Regions from separate parts of the Mus musculus genome. Here regions 2, 3 and 4 are each linked to region 1. A link is a contact called in public HiChIP or PLAC-seq data. All regions are on one chromosome and are shown on one strand. Each heading gives the region's core, a stretch centred on a gene start, on an enhancer-like site or on the middle of the called end of the contact. The rest is flanking DNA. Distances are from core to core; before and after follow the strand shown. Region 1 overlaps Cdh17 (cadherin 17). Region 2 holds the start of Gem (GTP binding protein (gene overexpressed in skeletal muscle)). Region 3 has its middle 6.6 kb from the start of Gm35884. Region 4 has its middle 17 kb from the start of Gem.

What was found. HiChIP or PLAC-seq counts read pairs in DNA pulled down with a chosen protein or histone mark.
Region 2: an H3K4me3 HiChIP or PLAC-seq map of the 230-238 cell line shows a contact between it and region 1, with 4 times the contacts expected there. The contact joins the promoter of Gem here to the enhancer-like site in region 1. A contact is called at or near these places in 10 of 39 promoter capture datasets (the 3T3-L1 cell line, 3T3-L1-derived adipocytes, embryonic stem cells and 6 more), 1 of 15 datasets of contacts at CTCF or cohesin (pro-B cells), 4 of 484 Hi-C or Micro-C datasets (CD8 T cells, Th1 cells and nephron progenitors), 7 of 115 datasets of contacts at active chromatin or transcription factors (the 230-238 cell line, CD8 T cells, bone marrow-derived macrophages and 3 more) and 3 of 9 other capture datasets (adipose tissue, liver and pancreatic islet).
Region 3: a contact with region 1 is called in a CTCF HiChIP or PLAC-seq map of CD8 T cells, with 6 read pairs. The contact joins two enhancer-like sites. A contact is called at or near these places in 9 of 39 promoter capture datasets (the 3T3-L1 cell line, 3T3-L1-derived adipocytes, embryonic stem cells and 5 more), 2 of 15 datasets of contacts at CTCF or cohesin (CD8 T cells and pro-B cells), 4 of 484 Hi-C or Micro-C datasets (Th2 cells, effector CD8 T cells, group 2 innate lymphoid cells and 1 more) and 3 of 115 datasets of contacts at active chromatin or transcription factors (CD8 T cells, T-cell acute lymphoblastic leukemia and embryonic stem cells).
Region 4: a BATF HiChIP or PLAC-seq map of CD8 T cells shows a contact between it and region 1, with 30 read pairs. The contact joins two enhancer-like sites. A contact is called at or near these places in 1 of 15 datasets of contacts at CTCF or cohesin (CD8 T cells), 11 of 484 Hi-C or Micro-C datasets (CD8 T cells, CD8 central memory T cells, DN2 thymocytes and 7 more) and 3 of 115 datasets of contacts at active chromatin or transcription factors (CD8 T cells, T-cell acute lymphoblastic leukemia and effector CD8 T cells).

Annotation. Positions count from the first base shown.
Region 1 is chr4:11,793,266-11,797,684 of GRCm38.p6, forward strand. It overlaps Cdh17 (cadherin 17), which reads left to right. Exons shown (of 18, transcript NM_019753.4): 10 at 2,220-2,435. Among named protein-coding and RNA genes, the nearest start is that of Cdh17, 37 kb to the left of the region's middle. Within about 2 kb of position 1,261, at least 49 of the 459 cell types and tissues checked have an H3K27ac peak or open chromatin away from gene starts, as enhancers often do. A contact at or near this core is called in the 230-238 cell line, CD8 T cells, CD8 central memory T cells and 5 more, where this site is marked.
Region 2 is chr4:11,702,773-11,707,230 of GRCm38.p6, forward strand. Gem (GTP binding protein (gene overexpressed in skeletal muscle)) reads left to right here and starts at 1,675. Exons shown (of 5, transcript NM_010276.4): 1 at 1,675-1,794; 2 at 3,133-3,469. The coding sequence starts at 3,142.
Region 3 is chr4:11,680,730-11,684,781 of GRCm38.p6, forward strand. No RefSeq gene overlaps it. Among named protein-coding and RNA genes, the nearest start is that of Gm35884, 6.6 kb to the left of the region's middle. Within about 2 kb of position 1,997, at least 33 of the 459 cell types and tissues checked have an H3K27ac peak or open chromatin away from gene starts, as enhancers often do. A contact at or near this core is called in CD8 T cells, effector CD8 T cells and pro-B cells, where this site is marked.
Region 4 is chr4:11,719,260-11,723,640 of GRCm38.p6, forward strand. No RefSeq gene overlaps it. Among named protein-coding and RNA genes, the nearest start is that of Gem, 17 kb to the left of the region's middle. Within about 2 kb of position 2,287, at least 100 of the 459 cell types and tissues checked have an H3K27ac peak or open chromatin away from gene starts, as enhancers often do. A contact at or near this core is called in CD8 T cells, CD8 central memory T cells, Th1 cells and 3 more, where this site is marked.

The DNA of each region.
Region 1 (4,419 bases), core at 11-2,510:
TACATGAGTACAAATTCCAAATGGCTCTGAGCCACATGCCTCATGGGTGGATCTATGTCTATCTATCTATCTATCTATCTATCTATCTATCTATCTATAGATCTATAGATCTATAGATCTATAGATATAGAGAGAGACAGAGAGAGGCAGAGAGACAGAGAGAGAGAGACAGGAGAGACAGACATAGTGATAGAGATAGAGATATTTCTTCCCTTTTCCATCCTTTAAAACCCAACTCCTGTAAGTGTCTGTATAAGGCCTTGGCTGCAAACTGATATAAATGAAGAGTGTAATTCAATTCAAATAGTGGCATCTGAATAAATCTCAGGTGGGATTCTGACCGCATGAAAGGAAACTCACACTTCCCATTTTATAGATCTGGATGACCACAGATTCTATCAGAACTTGCTCAAAGTTGGTAGGACACAGAATCACATCCACTGACCTCAGGAGCTCCTGGGCCAAAATACACACAGGCACAGTATACATATGGCCATGGCATGTGGTATGTGTGTGTGTGTGTGTGTGTGTGTGTATGTGTGCGTGTGTGACTATTCTTTATGTGTTATCTTTGAGTGGAGTCAGTCTCTACAGTTGTTCACAAAGCTCTCAGAAGTAGCCCAAGATTGGCTTCTTCTAGTTTAGCTGTGACATTTGTCCAGTGTGTTAGTGTCTTGGGGCTATAGTAATAAAGCACCAGAAATGTGAACTTCTCAGTTCTGCTGATGGGGAATCTGAAATTATGGTGACAGGATCTTGTGGGAAAGCCTGTTGCCTCTTCTGACTCTGACTTAAGCTAGCTGCTGACAACACTCTGCAGATCTCTTTCCTCCTCTTCTTCTTTACCTCCCTCTGTGTGTGGATGATCTCACCCCAGTAATGTAGTTGCTTATATCTCTGATGACCCTATTTTCAAATAGGGCCCCCCACCAAGATTAGAGGTGGAAGTAGATTCCTTTGGGTGGGTGAGGAGCAGGAGGTACACCATGCTGAACTGTCACTCCCCACCAAATCTGTAAGTTGATGTCCTGCTCCTTGTGTGGGGTAAATTGTTCTTCCTCCCCAGCTCATAGGATAAAGTTCTAAGTCTTGGTACTTCAGAATATGGCTATACAGATGTAGATGTTTTAAAGAGGAAATTGGGTAGGATGAGTGCTGGGTAGGATGTGGGACTGGGTAGGATGAGTGCTGGGTAGGATGTGGGACTGGGTAGGATGTAGGGCTGGGTAGGATGTGGGCTGGGTAGGATGTGGGCTGGGTAGGATGTGGGTTGGGTAGGATGTGGGACTGGGTAGGATGTGGAACTGGGTAGGATGTAGGGCTGGGTAGAATGTAGGGCTGGGCAGGATGTAGGTCTGGGTAGGATGTAGGACTAGGTAAGATGTGGAACGGGGTAGGATGTGGGACTGGATAGGATGTGGAACTGGGTACGATGAAGGATTAGGAAGATAGCTCAGTCAGTACATTTTTTACCTTGCCTCTATAAGGACCTGGGTTAGATCCCCTGATGCATACACACAAAGCCAGGCATGGCAGTACATTTGTAATCCCAGTGCTGGGGAGGCAGAGACAGGTAGATTACTAGGGTTCACTGGCCAGACAACTTAAATATACTTAGCAAGATTTTGTAGAGAGAGAGTGCTAGAGACCCTGTTTAAAAAAAAAAACTAAATAAAACAAAACAAAAACCAAACAACAACAACAAGAACAACAAAACCAAACAAAAGGAAAAACAACAAGAACAACAACAAAAAGGTGGGTAGCTTCTACGGAATGCCGCTGAGGTTGCCCTCTGACTCCCACATTCACATGTATGTATGTGTATACCCACAAACACCCAGCTGGTGGGCCTTAATCTAATCTGACCAGAGTTCCTAGGATAAATTTGGGTGCTAAGGTATAAAGAGGAGGTTACATAGTGAGGAGGAAGAAATAGCCAGGGAGAGACGCTTAGAGGAAAGCCGTTTTGTCAACACCTTGATTTCATGTGTCCAGGGTCTAGGTCTCCCAGAAGGCTGATTTTTGTTTAAGTCTCTCAATTAACAATACTGTGTGGCAGGCAGTCTTGGCTGCCACTATGTTCAATCAAGCATACCATGAAAAAATGCAAGGAGCCAAAGTAAATCTAAATGTCTTTGCTCACCACCCCAGACAGTTCCCGTGTTTCCTAAGAAGCCACTTGATGAACTGATGTGGTTGTTGTTCTTTCTTCTCCAAAGGTAACAGCATCGGGATCTTTGAGGCCCATGATATGGACGAAGCTAACAACATCAACAGTATTTTGAAATACAAGCTTGTAGACCAAACACCCAAAGTTCCCTCAGATGGACTTTTTCTCATTGGTGAATATGAGGGAAAGGTTCAGTTAAGTAAACAGTCCTTGAAGAAGCAAGACAGTCCTCAGTACAACTTAAGTATCGAGGTGTCTGACGTAGGTAAGCACTGTACCCGATGTGGTGAGTTTACATGTCTGTTTTCCTTTTACTAAGGATTTGTGAGGCCCTTCCCATGCCAGTAGCTTTCTCTGCTATCTTTGTGACTGTGAGGAAGCCAGATGTTTTCTCAAGAGCTAGAGGTGCAGATTCGGAGACATCGCATTGTCTTTGGTCCTCTGAGAACTAGGTGTCAAGAGGAATTCAGTGACCATCTTAAAGAGAATGCCCTTAAGAAAAAATGGAAAGGAAGCTTCGAAGTCTAGGGGATCCCCAGACAGCAGTTCTGGCTTGATCAAGATGGAAGGAGTTTTGATAACAATGTTCTAGACCACTGAGCAGTCTAAGAAGAATTCCAAATGGTTATCGGGAAGGTCTGATGCAGGGCATTGTCTCTGTGGATAGGCCTGTCTTTGCATCACTACTTGCTCAGTAACCATCTGGGGGCAGCAAATAGAAGATGAGGTACAAGTGTACTGTTGGTCACAGCATAACACTGCAGCTACCAGGTTATCAGTCCAGCTGTTAAAGTCACCAGGCGCAGTCTCACAGCTACTATAATTAAAATTCAGGAAAAATTCTTTCCTCATCCTTGCTTCCAGACTAAAAGTATCTGTGTATGAAAGCAGTAGAGAAATTAGTCTTTGCTGTTCTTGAAGGCAGAGAGAGTTCTGCCCTTTCTTGCCACCTTCGTATTGCCCACTAGACAACAATAGGAAACCTTTCCCCTTAATCCTTGTATACTATCTAAGTGGGTTCTGCTTAACCTCTCCTCTCCTTAGGGCAGAGGAATCCTTAGAATCTTATGGCAACTTCCCATTCTTAAACACATCTATACATCCACAGACAAATTCGCTGCTATCTCTAGGGTACTCAGAGTCCTAGGAGGTAACTGGCTCATGAAATGATTCTGTAATTGTTTTCTGAGGAACACAGTTTACATAGGTGTGGAAAAGAAAGGACCAGTGGTTCACATGTATTTCTTATTTTTTTTCCCCTTTCCCATGGACCCTGGGAGAACTTGAGAACTTGAGTTAAACAGGTTCCAGTGCAAACTGCCTGTCAGGTTCTCAGGTAGCTAGTGAACTGACACACGATGAAGGTCTGATGCTGTTTAGCACTATGTTAAAAGATCCAGTGAGATAAATGTCAATCATGCTATCCATGGCAAAGGGGCAGACTCTCCCTCACATTGGCCACCCACACATTCAGTATTTAATCATTTGCCTTGCTAAGGTATCAAAGTATTAGGCATGCACAGATGAACTGGACCCAGTGTTTGTCCCTAGGGAGTACCCCTTTTGTCAAGAAAGATGGACACACATGTTAACAACTTGTAGGGACATACTATCTACTGTCATTGTGGTGCTCTTCGTAAACACTGTCCCACAACTCACCTGCAGGCCACACTCATCTCGAATCTAGGATCCACTTGCTGGTTCCAATTAGTCCTAGAATTGTCAAACCACCCTCTAAGCCTGGACCATTTCTGTGAGCTACCTTAGCCTCCCTTGGAGGTGAATTATGCCACTTTATTCCTTACTTGGAGAAGAGGAAGCAAGTGACCTTGAACCTCTCTACCATGCTGGGTAGACACATGCAGAGAGGGAAAGGCAGCCTGTGGGGTGTTCAGCAGAATTGTGCAAAGGGACAGTTTTGCTTTGGGCATCAGAGGTTATATAACATTCACCTGTCAGGTAAGGGAGCTGCTTCAGAGAAAAGCAGCCATCCTGGTTGTTGAAAAGCCTTCCCAAGGATAGGGCAGAGGGATGCTCAGGAGAGACTCTCAGGGCCCAGTCTGGCTTCCACTTCCTCTTGTTGACCTGCTTGTGGATGAGGTGGTGGTGGTTGGGGTGGGGGGCAGAGCAGCCTCCATTCACAGGAACTGTAAAGTTATAGCAGCAGCTACTGTGTCACTTGTCAATGTTTCCTTACCAAATCCTGATGCCAATGCATGATTTCCAGTGAGAATTCTGTGGTGTGACTT
Region 2 (4,458 bases), core at 425-2,924, 90 kb before region 1:
GATTTGCTTACAGACACCACAGTGTTTCTGTTGAGAACAGTCGCCAGAGCAATAGACCTGGGAGGAAATGTGGATATCTGCGTGGAAATGCCTCTCCTCAGAGACGTATTCACAGTTGGGTAGTTGTCTCCCTGCCCCTCCTTCCTTCTCCATCATCTCCCTCATTGTTTCCATCTTTCTTCTCCCCCCCCCCCCCAGTCCTTTTTCCTCATTTTCTTTCTACATCCGTGTCCCTTCCCACCGTGTTAACATTGAGGAAAAACGTGGCTGGTGAAGAGCCGTATCCAGAGCTTTATGGTACCCAGAATAGACTTTAGTTTGGCCACCTAAAGTCTTCCTGAGTGGCCAAACTATAGTCTATTCTGGCTCTGGCTCTTATCTTCCTTGTGCATAAATAAATTTGGGGCTCTGCCTTTGAGACTAAGGCACTCTCCATCTTTCTTATTTGGTGGATTCTACCTTTGCCAGCTTGGTCCCTGACAGACCTGAGGTGCAGCTGGTCACTTGGATAATTCCCAAATCGCATAGATGCCTTCGTGACACCGTTGTAACCACAGAGCAGCCCAGCCACTCCAATAGACACTGGTGCTGGCTGCTTCCCGAGGGGCCGCCAGCCAACCCACAGCAGAAGCTGGCTGGAGAAGCAGATGGATGTGTTGGAAAGGCTAGCATGGACTCTAAACACAGCATGTGGGAAATGCCCACGTCCCCGGGAAATACCCATGTCCTGGGGAAGAGGTCACTTAGCAGTGCAGTTTAAAATGTACTTAAGGCAGGTTTCATTGCAGGGCCTCTTGTTCTCAATCCACAACTGTAGTAAGGGCAAGGTTCTCCAGGCCCACCAGAACCACAGGTCTTTGCAAATCTTAGCAAATGATAGAAGCAGTAGGGCTCTCTCAGGGGATTGAGCCTCCTTGTATCTCCCCATGGCTGGGAAGTCCTGGCTCTAGGCCAAAGTTCCAGCCATGCTGAGCAGCTCGGTTCTGAGATGCGCTGATTGGGGTGTGATTAAATTTCTGATGGAGGAGATTCAGCATTGTGGCCAAAACAGGGGGATGGCAGTGTTTAGCACAAGCTGCTTGGAGCCAACCTGCCCCTTTTCAAGATCCCCTACTCTTTCCTCCGACTCTTCTCTTTTGGATCTCTTCCAGAAGAAGGAAACAAAGCAGTATGTCCCAAGTCAGAGATAAGAAGTCAGGAAGCAGGAAGGGCCTGGTTGCTTCTCAGAGCATGCTCTGAAGGTGGTCTGTCCACTCAGGGTGGCTGTAGCCTCATCCTGGAGGCCGGAGTCCCGCTCACTCAGACGGATCTGTTTTCTTGGCAAAGCTGGACTCGCGGCTTGGGCCTGTTTCTTTCCTCATCCTTTATTCAGACAGCTTACAAGTGCTCTGCTGGGAAGGGCGATTAAGTAGCACTAAGTGTATTTTTCCAGTGTCCACCTGATAAAAAGAAAATAAAACAAAATCAACGATTGAACTGTCATTTTTTTTCTCCCTCACTCCCCTCAAGGGGATAGGGGAGTCACATGACTACGAGTAACTGATTTAGCCAAGTGGCTGCAACTCAGTTTGCTGCAGAGCCGCCCCCTCCCGGCGGGAGCGCTGACGTCACGGAAAAGCCCCGTCGCGGGGCTGCCGGGCGCGCTATAAACGGCGGCGGGCAGCGGAGGCTTCAGGAGGCGGCACTGCCAGCGGACATCACACAGCCTCGGACTGCGGAGCCCGCATCGCAGACGTCAGGCGTTGCAGCAGGCGGATCGACGGCAGACGCCCACCCAGCGCCCAGTGCAGCCAAGTAAGGGGCCATGGCTGAGGGGCAGTCCCAGTGGGAGCCTCTGTGGGAAGGGGCGTTCCTGGTCTCCGAACTTTTTAAGTTAGGAAGGCAGCCAGTCCCTAGACTCCCTAGGTCTGTACCGGGGGTTCTGCCGTGGGAGAAAGAAGTTCAGGCGCAAAGGATGCGCTTCTGATGGGGGTTTCTAAATTCAATTTCGGAGGAGTGTCACCTTACAGATTAGGTGGCCAGGCGGCAGACTTCAAGGTCTGCTGTCGCAAGTCTGTCAACCCAGGGACTGTTTTTAAGACTTAAAAAGAAACCGGCTGGTTCTGGATCGTGGCATAGGTGTGATGTATGGAGTAGGGTGTGTGAGCTGAGCGTGATCCTTGCGCTCACGCGGGGAGCTTGCTGAGTTAAAAACCATAGAGCGGTTATCTCGGGCAGTCTTGGCAGAACAGACTGCCTGTCAGGCAAGGCAGTCTTGCAAGGAAAAAGTTGTAGGAAGTTGTTGAGTGGCTTTTCACTGAGTCTCTGATCTTCTAATTTACGTCAGAAAGGTGCAATTTTTAAAATAAATAATTATATACAGTAAAAAAATCATGGAGTGGACGACGTTCCTTAAGAATGAAGCCCTTTTTGTACAAGTGTGATGTGTCTGAATGTGAGCAGGTCCTTCCCCTCTCAGAAGAACCAGCCTCAGGGCTGCTACGCTAAACAGTTTCTGTAGATAAGAGGGTAGAGCTGAGGCATAGCACTCAAACAGAAACTGTCCCACTCCCCAAATAACGGCCTCTTCAGTCAGGCAGCTGGAGGACATCAGGGCAACCTTACTAAACATGGAAGTTCCCCCAAAGTGCCTGTCCAGTCCAGCCAGGGGAGTGATGTCATTGCCGCGTGTTTCCCACTGAGGCTCAAGACTGCAGGATGCGGGGGCAATTAAGAGCCATGTTTAGACAAGAACAGTTAACCTGGCCAGCTGGTGCCCAGCAGCTCTAACTTGTTGCTGATGGTAATGTCATTTCTGGAGGCAATGGGTTCCTTCCAGCTGCCTCTGTGCCAACTCCCGGTGGGATTTCCAAAGCTCCTTTAAGGACAGAGGGAGCTTATGGGCAATGGATGGATGGTGTTACTGCTACTACAAACGACAGCCTGATTGAGAAGCTAGTTACTGAGTGTGTGTGTGTGTGTTGTTGTTGTTGTTGAAAATTTTGCTTTCTAGGCTTAGGGACAGTTTAGTGGTTGATTCTTACATTAAGAATTCATACCCATCAAATGAAGCACCAAAGACAACTGTGTTGAGCGCCCCTGGGCCTGGCTCATTCTTAATCATATTGCCATCTTTACTGCTCTGATTCCTAGGATCCCGCAATGACTCTGAATAATGTCACCATGCGCCAAGGCACTGTGGGCATGCAGCCACAGCAGCGCTGGAGTATCCCTGCTGATGCCAGGCATCTGATGGTCCAGAAGGATCCCCACCCCTGCAACCTCCGAAACCGCCACTCTACTGCTCCGGAAGAGCACTGCCGGCGGAGCTGGTCGTCCGACTCCACAGACTCGGTCATCTCTTCTGAGTCTGGAAACACCTACTACCGAGTAGTGCTTATAGGGGAGCAAGGAGTGGGCAAGTCCACCCTGGCCAACATCTTTGCAGGTGTGCATGACAGCATGGACAGCGACTGTGAGGTCTTGGGAGGTAGGTGGCCCAGCCCCGGTGGGCTTCTGTCTTGTAAGCAGAAAGAGTGAGAGGGAGTGGGTCATTTTTTCTGCAGAATTGGGAGCCAGGCATAATGGTACACACTTGCAATCCCAGCACCAGGAAGGAAGAAGCAGAAGGGCTAGGAACTCAAGGTCATCTTCAGATACAAAAAGAGTTTGAGGCTAACCTGGGCTATGTGATTCTGTCTCAAAAAAAAAAAAAAAAAACAACAAATTGAAACAAAATGTATCTTTAGGATTAGGAGAACCTATACCTTCTCAATACTGAGATGGTGACAGAGGCCTAACTGCTGGCACAAAGCCTCAAGCACAAAAAAAGACAAGACAGGAGGAATACATGTACGCAGGACCAAATCTGTTGACCCAAGTTATCAAGGGGCTTTCTGAAGGTCAGGTCTGAGGGGTCCAAGAAGGCTGACTTGACCCTGGACTGGTTTTGGAGAGTTCACTACTGGAACGTTTTCTGTGACTATGCATAAAACCGAACCGATTTGGAAGGGAAAGAAACCTGCTAGAGTGGATCGATTAGTGTGCTTCCACTAACATTAGAAGCATTTGCAAGTGTAAGTAGGTCAAATGCTGTACTTGAAGTAGCATAATAACTTAAAAAACTGAGCTATGAAGATGGTGATAAATGCCCTGCATAGAGCCTGACAGGTCTCCAGATGATTTTCTGTATATGACCTATTTCCAGGATTTATTTATTTAATTCTTACCTATTTCTAGACCCACTTTGTACAAACATACATACACAACAACAGGTGGTAGCTTTTTAATATTCTGGGGTGGAAATTACAACTGGGTAGCCAGTTGTTGTCATACAATGTCCTTCAGCTAGAGCTCCAACATCAGTATATGTACCTGGAACAGCTGCACCCCCTAATTACAGCTGTAGAAATGGAGGGAGGATTGTTCAGTGTCTGTCCCCACTTTCAGTTAAAATGAGAGGAGTAAGCTCGGGAAAGA
Region 3 (4,052 bases), core at 747-3,246, 110 kb before region 1:
TTAATATTCTTTCTTTGTTCTGTATGTTATTAGTGTTTTGATTATTATGTGGCTGGGGACTTTCTTTTCTGGTTCAATCTACTTGGTGTTCTGTAAGCTTCTTGTATCTTTATAGGCCTCTCCTTCTTTAGTTTAGGAAAAGTTTTCTCTGCAATTTTATTAAATATATTTTCCTGGTTTCTGAGCGAGGATCTTTTCCTTCTTCCATTTGTATTATCCTTAGATTTGGTCTTTTCATAATCTCAGACTTCCTAGATGTTTTGTGTCAGAAACTTTTTAGATTTAACATCTTCTTTGACCGTGTGTATCAATTTCTTCTATTGTATCTTCTATGACTGTGATTCTCTCTTCCACCTCTTGTATTTTGTTGGTGACGCTTAAGTGTGTAGCTTCTGTTCACTTACCTAGATTTTCCATCTCCAGGATTCCCTCAGTTTGTGTTTTCTTTATTGTTTCTATTTCCATTTTCAGGTCTTGAACAGTTTTATTCATTTTTTTCAAGTGTTTGTTTGTGTTTTCCAGGATTATTTTTTAAGGGATTTGTTCATTTCCTCCGTAAGAGCCTCATTCATCTTCATAAGATTGGGTTTAAGGTCATTTTCAGTTTCAGCTGTGTTGGAATCTCCCGTGCTTGCTGTAGTAGGGTAGCTGGGCTGTGGTGGTGCCCTATTGTCCTGGGCACTGCTGACTGTGTTCTTGCACTGGCTTTTAGTCGTTTGTGTTTGGAGTTGTCATGGGTTTATGTGCTGATTTCTGACTTTGTCTTTGTTGGGTGGATTTTTTTTGGATGTTTTCGCCCTGCTTTCTGTTTTCTCTCTGGTCTTCTGGCCTAAGTGGCCTGTAGTTCTGGCTAACTCTTCTGTTAACTTCAGGCCCAATAGTGTGTCTCCAGTGGGGTTTTGGTGGGCAGTATGACCTCTGGGGTTTTAGATACTTGTGTCGCCTCTGTGGTTCCAGGTCCATGGGGTTCCTGGGGTTTTCAGTACTGGCATTGTCTCAGGTAGAATGGGAGTCTTTTGCAGGGGTTGTTGGCCAGGATATGGAGCTCAGGGGAGGGGTGCCTGCTGGGAACTGCTAGATGAGTTAAAAGGACATACAGTTTTGGAGGCCAGTCATTCCACCTGTATATTTTTTTTCTTTAAAAAATCTACATGTATGTATGTATGTATGTATGTATGTTGTATATGTGTATTGGTGCACATGCTGTGGTTTGCTCCTCGGGCAGAAGGCAGCTCTCAGGAGTCTGTTCTCTTCTTCTCTGCCTCAGTCCCAGGGTTTGGCCTCAGGCCATTAGGCTTGGTATCAAGCACCTTTCCTACTGAGCCATCCCAATAGCCCAAGCAGTATATTTTCAAGTAGCCTGGTTTTGGCTCACTGCATCTTTCTTCTCTGTGATATTCCACTGTCAGGCTTTCAGTCTGTCCTGAGTAGTTTTTACTTTAAGGATTTCTATTTGATTTTTAAGAAAAGTTTCAGTCTCTCTGTTAACTTCTCTGTTGTGATATTAAGTCATATCTCTTCAGTTTTCCTGAAGTTTATTGAATTTTCTGAAAACTAAAGATAGCTATCTTAAGTTTGAAAGTCTCCCATAGAGTTGAAGTTTAGTGTCCTTATTTTGACAGGTAGGATCAAGTTTTCCTAAAAGTGCTTGACACTTGTTAGTGTGCAACATTGTTTCAGTATCAAAGAATTAGTGGGTTTTTGTTGTTGTTGTTTGTTGTTCTTTTATAACTTAACTCTTTTATGCCTGGCTCTCCAGGACTTCAAGCAGGCTCTTTGTTGAATCTGATCCTGTGGTTGTTTCTGTTTCAACATTAGATGGCAGTCTCAGGCCAGTTCTGCTTCAAGTCTGACTTCAGTGTTTCAGCATTAGAGGCTAACTTAAGCTCAGGCATATCCCAAGTCTTCAAAACAGAAGAACCTAGAACTGATCATTTGCTCTCACTAGCCTCGCCTTGGAATCAGCGCATGCCCAGAGAGCTCATCCATAGTCCGTGACCCGTGCTTAGCTGAAGAGTCAGCCTGGCTCTGGGAGACTCACACTGAAGGCACTGGCCATGGTTCCTGTGCCGTGGGTGTGGTCAGTAAGGCTGCAGAACTTCGCCACATCGTGAGCTCCTACTCCATGAAGACCCATATAGTGCTGGCTTTCTTGAGCGGCTTCCCCTTCTGCTGACAGAGATTATTAGAAGGGTGTTTGAAAAAGTTAGCTGCCCCGCTATCACAGGGTTTGTGAGACTCTTTCTGGCACGTTGAAGCCCTGGATGTAATTTCTGCCTTAAGTACTGAGGAAGTATCACCATGCTGGGTTGCTTAGTTAGGGGTTAAGAGGCAACTCTTCCCTTCTGTCTCCCTACCCTTTACCTCTTTGTAAATTATACCACAACCAGGCACTGTAGTCTCTCACCGGACTTCCTTAGCATTTGTGAAGGTAGTTTGGGGTGTTATTCACACTGTTCAAACGGGCTCTTCTCTGGGAGAGGTGATCATTGGAGGCTCTTACTCAACCACCATCTTACCCCTCCCATCATTTCCTGTATTATCTTGCTTTATAATAAGAATGGGCCACCAATAAAAGTGCTTACAATGTTATGAGTCAGGTAAGTTTAATTTATGCATCACACCAACCTGCAGTTGGAAGGAATTGTAGTCATATGTCCAAAATGGAATGACAGAAAGAAAATGTCCTTGTCGTGATAGCCAGCTTCTCCTTTCTCATATGCTCAACAATTGCTTGAAAACATTATATTTTAGGTTGGTACTTCTTCTAAATTCTTTCTCTGTAAAGGGTTTGTTTGTCCTTTTTTTCCCCTTTGTGGACAAAAGAAGCATATAAATTCATATTATATAGAACACCCAGTGGCTTACTCTGACTACTAATGTGAATTTACTTCTGAAAGACCCATTCTCAGAACTCTCTGATTTATTGTTTTAATTCTGACTTGTTACCTCCTGAGCATCGAGGAGACTATCATCCCAGGTTTAAATAAATGAGCTTACTGGGCCACCTCCCTGTTTTCCTCTATCCCTGGAGGATTTTCTCCTGCGTAACCAGTGGCTTTTACAGGAAGTGCGTTCTGAAGTGGCTGAGTGGCTGCAGGGGAGGCTCCTGCTGTTCTCATGCGTGACCTCATGTCATTCTTCTCATGTAGTATTTCACTGAGAGTTGGGCCAGGTACTGAATAGTGTGTTCAAAACAATGTTTCCCCTAACGGGGAGTCAATGCCAGCCCCCATTGCTGCGGATGCAGTGACACCAAGCTAATTCTCACGCTTCCTACCCGACCTCCACTGTCTCAGGACAAACAGACCATAAATTTTACAATGATGCGACCTTGTATGATACAGAAGACGAAATTTTTCTGGACCATTTTTTTTTTTTTTTGAGCTCTTGGAACCATGCTCCACTATGTTCATAGCCGTCTTATTTATAATAGTAAGAAGCTGGAAAGAACCTTGTATTTCCTTCTCTTTTGGAAATTGATTTTATTATTTACCAACAGTTTTTAACCCCTCCGTGATGGTTTGTGTACGCTTAGCTAAGAGAGTTACACTCTTAGAAGGTGTGACCCTGTGGGGTAGGTGTGTCACTGTGGGTGTGGGTTTAACACCCTCCTCCTGGCTTCCTGGAAGTCAGTCTTCTATTAGCAGCCTTCAGATGAAGATGTAGAACTCTCAGCTCCTCCTGCACCATGCCTGCCTAGATGCTGTCCTGCTCTCACCTTGATGATACTGGACTCAAATCTCTGAACCTGTAATCTGGCCCCAACTAAATATTGTTTTTGTAAGAGTTGCCTTGGACAGATTGGGAGAAGGTCTTTACCAATTCTAAATCTGATAGGGAGCTAATATCGAATATATATAAAGAACTCAAGAAGTTGGACTCCAGAAACCAAATAACCCTATTTAAAAATGGGGTACAGAGCTAAACAAAGAATTCTCAATTGAGGAATATCGAATGGCTGAGGCACACACATCTAAAAAATGTTCAACATCCTTAATCATCAGGGAAATGCAAATCAAAACAACCCTGAGATTCTACCTCACACCAGT
Region 4 (4,381 bases), core at 1,037-3,536, 73 kb before region 1:
ACTTCCATGATTTCACTGGAGTAAGGATGTGGGTTACAGGTACCCCTACACTTCCAGTGATTGGCTGGCTGAATCCACAAGGAAGTGAAGAACTCTATACAGGGCACCAATGTACTGAAAGCAAAGACAAAGTTTTAAGTACTGTGTATTCTCATGTTGGAGAGCTGAATACAGACTAGCTTCACGTATCAATGAGACAACCAGACTCTTATCTTACTTCACATTTCAATATTTGTGTTCTCCAAATGGAGAGGCTATCGGTAGCTTAAAGTATTTCAGAGCACACCAAGGACACTGAGCATCCAAGAGGAACATCCCCATTCAGAAACTTCACCCAGGCCACTTTCAATTAGGTTTACTGAGGCAGTGGTCACATAAGTAAGTAAGTGAATGCCAAGGTGTCCCTGCATCTCCTACTCCATAATGTGTTTAACCTCCAGTTTACCATTAGGCTGTAAGAAAAATCACGACGTGTGAGAGATGCTGAGGCGTGGTCCTGTGAGCATCACCCAGAGGCCCCACATGGGTGTCTGAGTAAAGAAAATGTGCAGCTTTCATATGATGCTCTGGTATCCTACTGGGGACATGAGCATCCAAATTTACCAGGGAAGTACACATGTGTGACTATTAGAACATGGGAATGGAACAGGGTAAGGAGGCAGTCAGCTTAAGCCTTCAGCTTTAATTTGTCTAAAAAGCCACAATCAGACATATTTGAAAGTAGTTATTTCTTTCTCTGTAAACACTAGACCAGTCAAAGCAATGAGGTAGGAGTGGAAATCCTAGTTAAAAGAATCCAAAGGCAACTGCCTTCTGTGTTTCATCTACTTGATTATAAGATGGAGCGGGTGGCCTGCCATAATGTGTTTCAATATTTGGAAACAGCTTGTGAGGATCTTGGATTTGAGGAGGAACAACTGGGAAAATGGAGTCCTCAGTTGGGTTGGAAAAATAAGAATAAGTGAAACCAGGGCCTCCAGATGTCTTTGGACAAGGACTGCAAACATCCAAGAATAGAGAGACAAGGAGGCAGGCGGCCGACATGGGCCCCACTGCCATTGCAAGGGGTGCTCTGAGAGGCATATGCTAGCTGTCATGTGTGAATTATCCGAGTCATTGCCAACAGACTTTGTTGATGAGGATGGGAGCGGCTAATGTTTATTTTGGGCCCTGTCACATGGCAGCACATGTGGATCTCTTGACTCCAAAGATGATTCGCACTTAGAGATTGAGAGGACCTTGGCTGTGGGTCCGCTGCTCCTTTTTATACAGAAAACTATCCTGAATTTGACACTGAGTGGTACTTGCTACAGGTAAAACCCTGAGCTATAGGTCTCAGATAATCGCTGAGGTGATAAGGGTATACCGCCATATCACCTGGGTATTCACACCGCAGGCAGGTGTGCTCTTTGGTAACCTTCTTACATATATGACATTCTCTAGACCACTCTTCCTAGCACATGTCTAACAAAACTCACTTGTCCCAGGTTTCTGGCTTCTGTCAGGTGAAAGGATTATGTTAGAGAATCTGAGAAGGGGTTTGTTTTATATCCAGAGAACACTGGGCTCAGAGTAGGAAGTCTTAGATCCTGGCCCTGGTTTTGCTAGCTATGAATGGACTCTTAAACCCTCTCAACACAAAAGAACAAGGGTTTAAGACTCCAGAGGGTTTTTAAGATGACAGACTGGGATAAGGGATAAAGAGTGGGTATCTTGGTCCCTACAGGATCATTAACGTGCTGTGCGCATGAGCTGGCCCTGAGCTTGTCTGCACTTCAGTTACTTTGATGATGTTTAAGGGAGATTCCAGGCACCCCAGTTGCATGGGGGGGGGGGGAGACCTTTGGGTTTTGTGGTTCTCTTGATGTCCACCTTCAGCTTACCTAGCACCGTTCAGCATAGAGACCAACACTTTTCTGTTTTTTTTTTTTTTTTTTTTTTTTTGCTTACATTGCACCGGCCTTGATCACTGTTCTTCAGAATATTTAAAGTGAGTTAGAAACATTAGCTGTTGGGACAGTGCCAGTGCCATCTCTTCTGGCAGCTGAGGGAGGGAACTCTTAATTTGATTTCCTTTGTTATGCCTTTGAGAGCCTCTGTACAGACTGTCAATTAGCACTCTATTTTTGGTGATGCAGATAAAGATCTTTGACTGATTACAAACCCCAGTTTGAGGGTGAACTGGTTCATTCCCCTGCTTGTGAGAAGAACAGTTCTCCACACCATACACAAATGGGCCCCGGGGGCCTCGAAGGTGTTTCTGGTCAAAACTGTGAGTAAGGCAAGATGTTTGCCACAGAAGCGGAAGCAGGCTGACTGACATGGTCAGGAAAGATAGCTGAAAGGGGAAGGTGCTAAAATGCAGCTGCATCCTGGCTGTAAGGAGTACCTTCCACGTTCTTGTTTTCTTGTGTGTGTGTGTGTGTGTGTGTGTGTGTGTGTGTGTGTGTGTTTGTGCCCATGTGCTTTGATATGAAGTATCTTCCTTAATCATCCTCCACCCTCTTTTGAGACAGTGTCTCACTGAACTTGAACCTGAGCAGCCAGCCAGTGACACCTAGGACGTCCCTCTTTCTGCTTACCCCACAAGCTGAGGTTGCAGACATGTGCTTTCTTGGAAAGGGTGGGTGCTAGAGATCCAAACACAGACCTACGTGGTTTTTTGGCAAGCACTTCACTGACTGAACCATCTGCCTAGCCTGTTTTAGCCTCCTTCAACCAGATTATTACATCTTAATGAAGAAATTAACTACATACATTGAATAAGTTCTCTATTCTTTATACTTCTGTTCTCTGGATTTCCCAGAGAACACACTCCTTGGCCAAAGATGTTCCCCCCAACCCCCGCAACTGAGAACAGGTTGAAAAATTCAAGAAGCCTCTAGGAAGTCCTGAGATGGTGATGTAGTCTGTGCACTGCACGGGAACAAGATGGCGGCTAGCCATACTGCAGGCTAGCAGCCTCCACCTCCTGGGAGCATGAGTAGGGGCAGTATTGACAAAGGCCTCTTGTCTATAATCTTGTGCCTATGCTTCTGAACTTCCAAGAGAAGGATAGCCTTAATCCCTGCATCACCCAGGAGTACCTCGTAGGTGCCCGTGGTGTTGGAGAGTGAGTGCCAGGCCTCATATACTGACGGGTTCCACCCCTGAGCTGCACTTCCGCTCTGCTCTTGGTTGCCTGAGGTGGACACAGAAACCTTTCCCGCTACGGCTGGTTCTTGAGCTTTCCTCCAGTTCCCCCCCCCCCACACACACACACTTCACAGAGGCCGCCATCTTCCTGTCGTGACTATCCCATCGGTCTTCTCTCCAGCACAAGCCTTACTCTACTGAGCTCAGGATCCCTGAAGGTTCAGGTGCGGTGTCACACGTCAGATTTTCTAAGAGTGTGTTCTCAGGCCATTTGCTCTCAGCTCATGTCAATTTCAACGAAAGAGGAGTCTGTGGTCAACTATGTACTGGGTTTGAATCCAGGGTCCCGTGCATGCTTGGCAACCACTCTGCCACTGACTTGTGAGTGCTTATAGCTGGGATGGAAATATAGTAGCAGGGGAGCAGAAGGAGTGGGAGGAAAGAGAGCAGGGGATGGATTTGATCAACATCCTCTGTGTGCTTGTATAACAAACACTCTCAAACAAACAGTAGCAAATATATTCAAGATGTGCCTGAAGTGACAGTTACCACTCTAAGAGCACAGTTCTTCACCTTAGGTATGTTCAGGGCCCTGCAGACATTACACCATCCGTATCCAGTTTCTGTCATCCAGCCTGTACCAGGGTTAGAATGCCGTTTGCAGCCTGGGAAACCTCCATCCCACTTCTGGCATCTATGAGTTTTAGCGCTTCAGGCAGCTCACCTGAGTGGATAGCTAGCTGCCTCCTCGCCCTGTGACTTTTTTTAATTTTTAGAGAGTCTAGCCATGGGGTTCAGTCTTTCCTTAACCCCCTTCCCTCTTCCCTTAGCCTCCAAATCCTGGGATAATGTGTGTAGCACCACATCCCGCTGGTCCATAATTTCTTTCATATAATGTCTTTAAGATTCATCCAGGTTGGGACATGCATCAGATCTCTTCCTGCTCCTTCCTCTTGATCCCTTTATTTTGTTTGTTTATTTTTGCTATTGTAAATAAATTACACATTTCTTTCTTCCCGTCCCTTCTTCCAAACTCTCCCATATGCCCTTCCCCATTTTCCTTCAGATTTATGGTAATTTTTCATTCCTTGCCATTGCATGCATGTATGCATTATATACACATTCTCCTAAGTATGACCTGTTGAGTCCATATAGTGTTACTTGTATGTGTGCTTTCAGGGATGATTTTGTTTTTTTAATAGTGAGTGGCTATCAGTGTGCTCTCCCCTGGGAGGACCACCTCTCT